Regions from separate parts of the Arachis hypogaea genome. Here regions 1 and 3 are each linked to region 2. A link is a contact called in public Hi-C data. All regions are on one chromosome and are shown on one strand. The core of a region is the stretch at or near the end of the contact, and the rest is flanking DNA. Distances in the headings are between cores, read along the strand shown.

Evidence for each region. Hi-C and Micro-C count contacts between places; a contact is called where the count stands out from the background.
Region 1: a Hi-C map of leaf shows a contact between it and region 2, with 4 times the contacts expected there. The contact joins the promoter of LOC112750626 here to the promoter of LOC112750624 in region 2. A contact is called at or near these places in 2 of 8 Hi-C or Micro-C datasets (both in leaf).
Region 3: a Hi-C map of leaf shows a contact between it and region 2, with 3 times the contacts expected there. The contact joins the promoter of LOC114925359 here to the promoter of LOC112750624 in region 2. A contact is called at or near these places in 5 of 8 Hi-C or Micro-C datasets (leaf and an unstated tissue).

Annotation. Positions count from the first base shown.
Region 1 is chr15:127,363,387-127,366,529 of arahy.Tifrunner.gnm2.J5K5, reverse strand. It overlaps LOC112750626 (LRR receptor-like serine/threonine-protein kinase FEI 1), which reads left to right and starts at 1,486. Exons shown (of 13, transcript XM_072216743.1): 1 at 1,486-1,840; 2 at 1,968-2,113; 3 at 2,231-2,302; 4 at 2,414-2,485; 5 at 2,585-2,656; 6 at 2,839-2,910; 7 at 2,989-3,060. The coding sequence starts at 2,001.
Region 2 is chr15:127,166,107-127,169,068 of arahy.Tifrunner.gnm2.J5K5, reverse strand. It overlaps LOC112750624, which reads left to right and starts at 1,600. Exons shown (of 2, transcript XM_025799422.2): 1 at 1,600-1,949; 2 at 2,155-2,948. The coding sequence starts at 1,788. The coding sequence ends at 2,598.
Region 3 is chr15:127,309,797-127,312,925 of arahy.Tifrunner.gnm2.J5K5, reverse strand. It overlaps LOC114925359 ((+)-cis,cis-nepetalactol synthase NEPS3), which reads left to right and starts at 1,501. Exons shown (of 1, transcript XM_029292963.1): 1 at 1,501-1,875. The coding sequence starts at 1,501. The coding sequence ends at 1,875. LOC112750625 (a long non-coding RNA gene) reads left to right here. Exons shown (of 4, transcript XR_011872230.1): 4 at 1,089-1,460.

The DNA of each region.
Region 1 (3,143 bases), core at 237-2,736, 200 kb before region 2:
TTTCATAAATTTACCATATTAACCGTCAATTAGGACTACGAAGTGTGTGCTGTAGTGTTACCTAATATATTACATTAATAAATTCTAATGCCGTTTGCAACGGAAGTGATGATAAAAGGTTTAATATGATTAATTTAAAATTTTTAAAAGGTTTAATATGATTAATTTAAAATTTTTAAAAGACGAATTTGATTAAAAAAATTTTGGGACACTAATTTGGAGAATAAATAATCTTGTCTATTTATTCATTTTTCTGTTTCTTTATAGATAACATTTTGTGTCTTCATTTCCTAATATTTAATGCTTGAAACTTGAAGGTACTTCTTTACCGAGGGAAATAATGTGCACAACTAATAATTTCTTTTTTTACATTGAATAACTTAAAAATTTGAGGTGTAAGAGTTTTACATAAACATATAATTATATAGATTTTAATTTTGATATATTGACGGTGTAATTTACATAGTTGTGTAATCACATCTATTATTTTAGATGATTATTTATATGGTTAATGTGAAAAGTAGTTATTTTTATTGATATGGCATGAAATTATTTTACACTGACTATATCAAAATTAAATTCAATTATATATTGTCATCTTAGTAAAATAATTACTTTTCAAATACATTATTGTTTATATAGTCATTTAATTGCATAAGTATAAGGGAACAATGTATATAGTAACAACACCAACAACAGATTAAAAAAAAAGTAAAATTAAAATTCAGATTCTTAAAATTAAAATTAAAATTCTTAATTAATTAATTATTATCTGAATATTGAACTTAAAAACGCAGCCTGTTATGTACGTTGTTCGCAACTTTAGTTGTTCTATTGAAGTTTATTATTTTTTTGGTGACTCTATTGAATTTTATTATGTGGCAGTGCAAAATATACCGTGCATCTATTTAACTTTAATTTTAAAACTTTTATATGTTCTAAAAATATTTGTCAGTTTTAAATCATCAGTTTATCACAATTGAAAATTGTTAGACCTCCTGTCCGAATTTCACTTCTTCTACCCATAGTGGGACTGAAACGCTGTGCTAGGCTACTCGGTACTGGCTTTAAGGTTTCATGAAGACATGAACAATGCATTCGCTGGTAGAATAAATAAATGATCTTTGTTAGTTATACAATCACTTTTGTAGATAATGTGAATAATTGACTCTAAAATTGTCCTAATAAAATTTAAAAACACTCTACACTAAATTACTTTCGAAACCTTAATATTAGAATAACTATTTGCACATGAATTGAACATTCAACTATTGTTAACTGTGCATGAGTAAATCGAATTAAAAGAAATAATAATCCAATTAAAAATAATGAACATAATCATCTGCGTACCTATTCAGTTGAACAATCAACATATCCATTATTTAGTATTCTCATTGTTTACCTGTATTTTTCTTAAATAAATAAATGAATAACAGAAAACGAAAAAAAGATCACTATAATTTAGTTTGCCTTGTTTCGAATAGTGGAGTAAAAAGCAAGCATTACCTTTCTCTCTCTTCATGCATGCTTCAAAAGTTCAAATCATTATTTCCGCTAAAGAACGTTCAATCATGGCACGTTGGCAAGCCCCTGAGGTCTACCCCATTCTCATCACACTACCAACCTATGGATTCATCATCATCCTCTCTGTTCACTTCACTCTTTCTCAGTGACTGCAGCCAGTGACTAAACTCCATTCTCCACCCACTTCACTTTGCAAAATCTGAACTAGAATCCATTTAGAATAAGCCGGAAATGGAAAGGGCTCTGGTAGCTTGGGTGATTTTGGTGATTTCCACCATTGTTTACTTCCATTCCTCTCTTGCTCTCTCACAAGATGGTAAAATCTATGGACCCCTTTATTTTACTTTTTGGTCTTTTGGCTAGATTTTTCACATTTCATTCTTGTTCTAAGTAACTTTAATTGATTGAGTTTTCAAACTTTTGATTTTTCATTGATCTTCTAGGTGTCACATTGTTGGAAATCAAAAGCAGTTTGAATGACACAAGGAATTTTCTCAGTAACTGGCAACATTCTAATATCAAGTCCTATTGTAGATGGACTGGTATCACCTGTTATCCCGAGAAAGAACAGCGAGTTCGCTCCATGTATGTAAGAAGCTCATATTCTTCATTCTCTTGTCTTTTCCGTTACTAGAGTATAGTTCATAGTTACTAGGTAGGCAATAATCTGGTACAGTAACGTGTATGTTTATCCTGTGTTCCTCAGAAATCTGCCTTACATGCAACTTGGTGGAATCATATCTCCCAGCATAGGCAAACTCAGTCGACTGCGGAGATTGTAAGTAGTTTTCCTCTTCCACTTGTTCACTACTTCAATTCTCAAAAATGGAGATTTAACATCTATGATTATACCCTCATTTTATTCAATTCTTGGTTTGTATCGAAACAGGGCACTTCATCAGAACGGTTTACATGATATTATTCCTAATGAGATTACCAATTGTACTGAGCTAAGAGCATTGTAAGTGAAATAGACAATAATAGTGCTTTGGCTTTTCATGATCATCCCTTTAATTTTCTTGCGTAAGGGCTGATACAGTTTATTTGGTTATAATGAAAGGTACTTGAGAGCCAATTATTTTCAAGGAAGAATCCCGCCAGATATTGGAAACCTATTGCATTTAAAAATATTGTAATACTTTCCTCTCTTTCAATTCTTCGCATTTTTTGTCGAAATCCTTTTTGCTTTGAATCATATCTGACTTTCTTATTGAACTATTAATATCAGGTTTCAGTTAAGTTGTTAAAATATATATTAGATAATGGCATTTTGATTCATTTTTTGGTTATAACTAATGGGAATTTTAAATACAGGGATTTATCAAGCAACTCATTAAAGGGTGCAATACCTTCTTCTATTGGACAGCTCACACATTTGCAACTTTTGTAAGTTCATTTTGCACTGTATAATGATATTGATAACCATAACATTCAAAATAATAAGCTTGATCCTGATTTTCTTAGGAACTTGTCGACGAATTTCTTTTCTGGTGAAATCCCTGACGAGGGAGTACTAGGAGCCTTTGGGAAAAACGTGTAAGTACTTCACACAGCAAAAACAAATTCTTGTCATATTATCTGCTATTTTAAGGTGCAGCTATGCTATATTGTATCTACGA
Region 2 (2,962 bases), core at 351-2,850:
TGCTCATAGGCACTAACAATGTTCTTCCAGGTAGCCGATGAAGAATTTCTACTGTTTCCGTTCATACCAGATTGATTCCTGAGATATTTATGCTTCAGAACCTGCACCCATAACTTCTCACTATTATTTAGACAATCACATACCAACTTTTCCAGAAGCGCCATGTTAGCACAGGAAGTATCCCTAATACCCAATCCTCCTGCCTTTTTAGGAGTTATGGCGACCTCCCACCTGACCAGAGGCAGCCCTTTTCCAGTCGCTTGGCCTTTCCACAAGAATTGTCTCATCAAGGAATCAATTTTATTACATGCATACTTCGGGAGAAGAGAAATTTGCATTTCATAAACTGGGATAGAGGCCATAACCGATTTAACAAGACAAAGCCTCCCTGCCTTATTCAGTAGGCGTCCTTTCCAACTGGAGAGCTTTCTCGAAATTTTTTCAATAATCTCCTGAGCCGTCTTCCTGGAAGCTCTGGCATGACCGATGTTAATTCCCAGGTATTTACCCAAATCATTGCAGAACCGGATGTTAGAGACCCCTGAGAGAACCTCTTTTCTCCTCTCCGACACCCTCTTGGAACACTGGGCCTTTGACTTATGAAGATTTACCTTTAAACCTGACGCTCTAGAAAACAAGTCCAAACAATGCATGACCTCTATTACTTGAGCTTTTGATGCCTTACAGAAAAGCAAAAGATCATCTGCAAACATCAAATGAGAGAGTCGTGGTCCATTCCTAGAAACCGCAACTGAGTTCCACAAACCTTGGAAAACTCTATGAGAGATAAAGCAGGTAAGCATTTCCATACAGAGTACAAATAGATAAGGAGACATAGGATCTCCTTGCCTCAACCCTCTCTTCGGATTGAAATTTTGGAGCCTGTTCCCATTCCACAAAACTGCCAACGAAGAGGAAGTCACACAATTCAATATAAGATTAATGGTAGCCTTTGGAAACCCAAACCGGACCAAAGTAGCTTCCAGAAAACGCCAGTCTACCCTGTCATAAGCTTTTTCCAAATCAATCTTGAATGTCATGGTCCCTTTTCGAGACTTGGTGTTCCTCATGAAGTGCATAATCTCTTGAGCAATAATAATATTCTCTGTGGTTCCTCTTCCTGGAATGAACCCTCCTTGCAAAGGACCAATGATCTCCGACAGAAAAGGTCTGAACCTGTTAACTAGAACCTTTGTGACAATTTTATAAATTACATTACATAAGCTAATAGGCCGAAACTCCCGTAAGGAAGAGGGAACTTCCACTTTAGGAATTAGAACAATAAGAGTATCGAAAATAGCCGCATTCAATGACTCACCCTCAAAGGCTCGCTTGACCAGTCTACACACATCGTTGCTAAGAGAGTCCCAGAACTCTTTATAGAAAACTGCTTGAAATCCATCTGACCCTAGAGCTTTAAATGAACTCATGGTCATCACAGCTCTTTTAACCTCTTCAGATTAATTGAACTCTCATTCGCTTAACCTAAAATTTAAAGGAATTTAATTTTAAGAGTAAAAATCCACAAACTAGTCGACTAGTTTGACCCATTTCAACTTTCCTTATGTCTTTATAAGCTTTTGATAGGTAGCCAAAGATAAAGCTATCTTCAATCTGATTGGTGGAAATGTAACAAGAAGATCGCGTTACGGAGAAACAAGGTTATTAGTATTTCATGGTGGTCCCACGTGGCAGTTTAGACACCAACAGCACTACAGCAGAGAACCCTTTTCTTCCTGCAACCCAAGCTCCCAAACCGAAACCGAAACCCCAAACCCATCTCATCCATGGCAGTTCCTGCCTCTTCTTCATCTCCTTCTCTTCGATCACTCCACAACAACCACACCACTTTCTCCTTCAGCTCCTTCCGCCGCAAACCTTCCCTTCTCACCGCCACCGCCACCGCCAGGAAACCCTTAACCATCCTCGCCATGGCTCCCAAAAAGAAGGTAAAGAATTACACAAACCCACAACTCACCTCTCACCACTCTGTTATATTTTCAATATCTAACATCTCTAACTGCCAATAACTAACTTCTCAACTGCATGACTAACTAATTTTTCTGCATCCGTGACTGTTAACCAACAAATCATAACACCTGTACGTCCCTACGTAACCGTCTAACTAACTTTTTAATCGTTTCATACTTGAAGGTGAACAAGTACGACGATAATTGGGAGAAGCAGTGGTTTGGGGCGGGGATCTTCTACGAGGGAAGCGAGGAAGTTGAAGTGGACGTGTTCAAGAAGTTGGAAAAGAGGAAGGTCCTCAGCAACGTCGAAAAGGCGGGGCTGCTCTCCAAGGCGGAGGAGCTCGGACTCACGCTCTCCTCCATCGAGAAGCTTGGCGTCTTCTCGAAAGCCGAGGAGCTTGGACTGCTCAGCCTGCTCGAGAACGCCGCCGGATTCTCTCCCTCCGCCCTCGCCTCCGCGGCGCTGCCAGCCGTCGTCGCAGCCATCGCGGCGATTGTTCTCATCCCTGATGACTCCGCTGCTCTTGTTGCAGTACAGGCGGTTGTCGCCGCCGTACTTGGAGTTGGCGCGGTTGGGTTGTTTGTTGGGTCTGTTGTGCTCGATGGGTTGCAAGAGGCTGATTGATTCTTAGTTCAAATGTACATTATATTGTTAGTTAGTTGATTTTGGGGGTAAAAGATGTGATTTGCCTTTTTTATCTCCCCCCCTCGGGTTGATGTGTTGATGGAAAACGAAAGGGACAATATTTGACTGCCTGTAAGAAGATACTTAGATACATCGATTGCACTGCATGTTGTGGACGGATATGATTGTCCTGGTTTGATTGTTCGATCTTAGATTGCCATATTCTTATACAAGGAAGGCTGTATGAACAAGTGATTTTGTGTTAAATCATAATCAAGTCCCACCTTGTGTGTACTTTACCCACAGAAGTTCGGAGATTTATAATTCTCAATATATGAGTTTTATTTTAATTTAAGAGCATTTA
Region 3 (3,129 bases), core at 252-2,751, 140 kb before region 2:
CAAATGAGGTTTACCCATTTTTCAGAGAAACCCATAGAAATTAGGACCTCTTTTAGGAAGTCCTATTATATTCTATCATAAGCTTTTGCCATATCCAGCTTTATGCGCACATATTCTTTTTTATTTGTCTTAGGCTTCATTGTTTGACTTTTTCTTTCTTTCCCTTTTGATGCCAATATTTAGAGATCTCGTTTTCATTTTAGCTTAAACCAATTCTGAGCATTTTTTCTTTGGCTTGTAATGTGCTTGTTAGTCTTGATTAGAGATCAGCAATTGATGGCCCAAAAGCATGGTGAATCTTATTTTTGTTCATCCTTCCTATGGACTGAAGCCTTCATGTAGAATAGTTATGTGTGCTTCTTGTTTGGGTCTGGTTCACTAATTAAATTTGGAATTAGGTTCCTGAAGATTTTGACTTCAGACTAGTTAGTCCTTAAAGAAAAAAAAGTACCAATTTGATCTTACAGGATAGCAAACGGTAAACACATGATGTCTTTCTATCAATTCATCAACTAAAATTTAACGGTGATGCTTATATGTACTGTTAATTACTCTGAGGTGTCTATCTATGAAAGATAGTCATGTATATAACAACTTTTGTAGCGAAATTTCATTTATTTTGATAAAATTTGTGATAAATAATTAAATAGAGATCAATTGATAAAGGGTATATGAAAACTCAAGCTAATAAATGCTTCACTGTCTAAAATTGCATCGTTTTTCTGCTCATATGACAGTAATGAGACATGTACCACTGTAAATAATGAAATACATGGATAATTATATTTCGTTTCGCACTATTCATTGATAAAAGGACATACATATCCACCGTTTACTATCTTGGAGGACCTAATTAATACTTTTTTTTCTTTAAAGACTAATTAGTCTAAGGTCAACATCTTTGAGGATCTGATTATCACTTTATTCTTAAATTTGTTAGCACACATTTTGGCTTTCAACCCAATAATAAATGTTTGTCATCATATATCACTATATCAAAATCAATTCTAACTCAACAGAAGCATTATTGGGATCTACTGTTTCGTTGTTTTTTTTCCTAACATGATAATATTTTGTGTTTATGTCAGATTTTGGTCAATATTGGGACTACATTCAGGCGACTATGACTCAATGTTACAGACAGATGTGAGCACGATGGAATGGACTTGGCACTACACTCCTTCAAACCCTAGAGGAGCTCTTGGATTCGAGGAGAGAGGACTTCCAATTTAAATATAAAAGTTGTTTGCGATAAAGTTATAGTTATTTTAATTTTCTTAAGCTATAATGCTATAACAGTCAAGACACTCGAGTTTTTCTTGATCTCTATTTTGTCAATTTTGATATATAAAGAAAAGATAGAAGACAAAGATAGGTTAGGTAGTGACCAATAATTAATGGATGCATGTGAGAACATAAATATATAATAATAATAATAATTGCGACCTTCATCAATCTCTGCAGATAACGAGACTAGTCACCAAACCTATACATAAAAAAATGGAAAAAACATCAGCATCTCCCAGCGGTGGTAAAAAGTTAGCGGGAAAAGTGGCCATAGTCACAGGCGGCGCCAGCGGCATCGGGGAAGCGACTGTTTGTGTGTTTGCCGACGAGGGCGCCCTTATGGTGGTGGTTGCGGATGTCCAAGATGATCTTGGGAATCAGGTAGCTGCCTCCATTGGTACTCACAGGTGCACCTTCCTCCATTGCGATGTAACGGACGAAGATCAAGTGAAAAGCCTTGTCCAGCCAACTGTCTACAATCATGGACAACTGGATATCATGTTCAGCAACGCTGGAATCCTTAGTCCAGCCGAACATGTGAAATCTTATTTAGTTAAGAGTAAATCTAGGAAAATTATTATTAAATAGAAAAATAAATATTTAGCCGAATATGTCCAATATTTTTATTAATATCTAATCAGTATTTATTTAATAAGAAAGAAAAATAAATAATTTTAAATAATTAGATATAATTTTATATCATCAAAATTATTAATGATAGTTAATTGATAACTATAAATTACAAAATTTACTTTTTCATAACACTTTTTTTTATTAATGGTTTAGTTGATTTGATTTGGGTTGATGAAAGAGAAATAATATTTATATGATCGAAGAAAAAGGTTAAATAATTAACACTTTCTTTTGTCTTATTTTAATTAAGGTTATGACAATAAAGTTAATGAATCCGTAAAATTAGAAATTTAATAGTTTAATTGAAATTTAATCTGGAGTTAAATTTAGAGTTGAATTGGATATAATAAAATAATATATTTATATATAAAATATATATTTTTTAAATATTTTTTATATTTTATTATTTTAAATTAATTAACTATTAAAAAAAGAAATCAGTTCAATTAATTAATTGGTTGTTTTACTGTTTTTCAATTTTTTTAATTGATTCATTATTGACCAATCTTCGTTCTAAACTAAAATTCGGTAACTAATTTCTAATCTCGATCTGTTCTTAGAATACTAATTTTAAACCAATATTAATAATTTTGTTTAATAAACTACTATTTTTGATAATATTTTAAAATATTAACAAATTTAACCATGAAATAAATTAAACTAGTTTGATATTTATAGAAGACAGTTTTTATGTAATAAAAATATTTAAACGTTAATTTAATTCAGACGTAAATTTATTAATGTGTCAAGCTTTAATAAATAGAATGACTCTGTTTTGTCTTTTATGAATATAATACATCTACAAATTTAAAATAGGATCAAATTTCTTTAAAGTAAAAATATTGATCAATTAATAAAATAAGAGATTAATTCCATTTAAATTTAACATATATAACAAGGTACCGTTTTTGGTGTCCACATGCCGTCTATGATGCCCACAAATTATGATGGCTATGCTAGCTATGGATAAACAAATAATTAGATGCTGACACGGGGAGGAAAAGGCTATTGTTTGACTTACTTATCATTTTTAAAGTAGTTTACCTATTATCGTAATCTCATTAGTTTTAACAACATTAAATTATTTTTTTCTTTTTTGGTTAGAATTCATTTTTTTTTTATTTTTAACAAATAGTATCCCACATGTAAAAAAAAAAAAAAAAAAGAACATTTTAATAGAGCAAACAAAAGAAGTTATATCAAGAAATC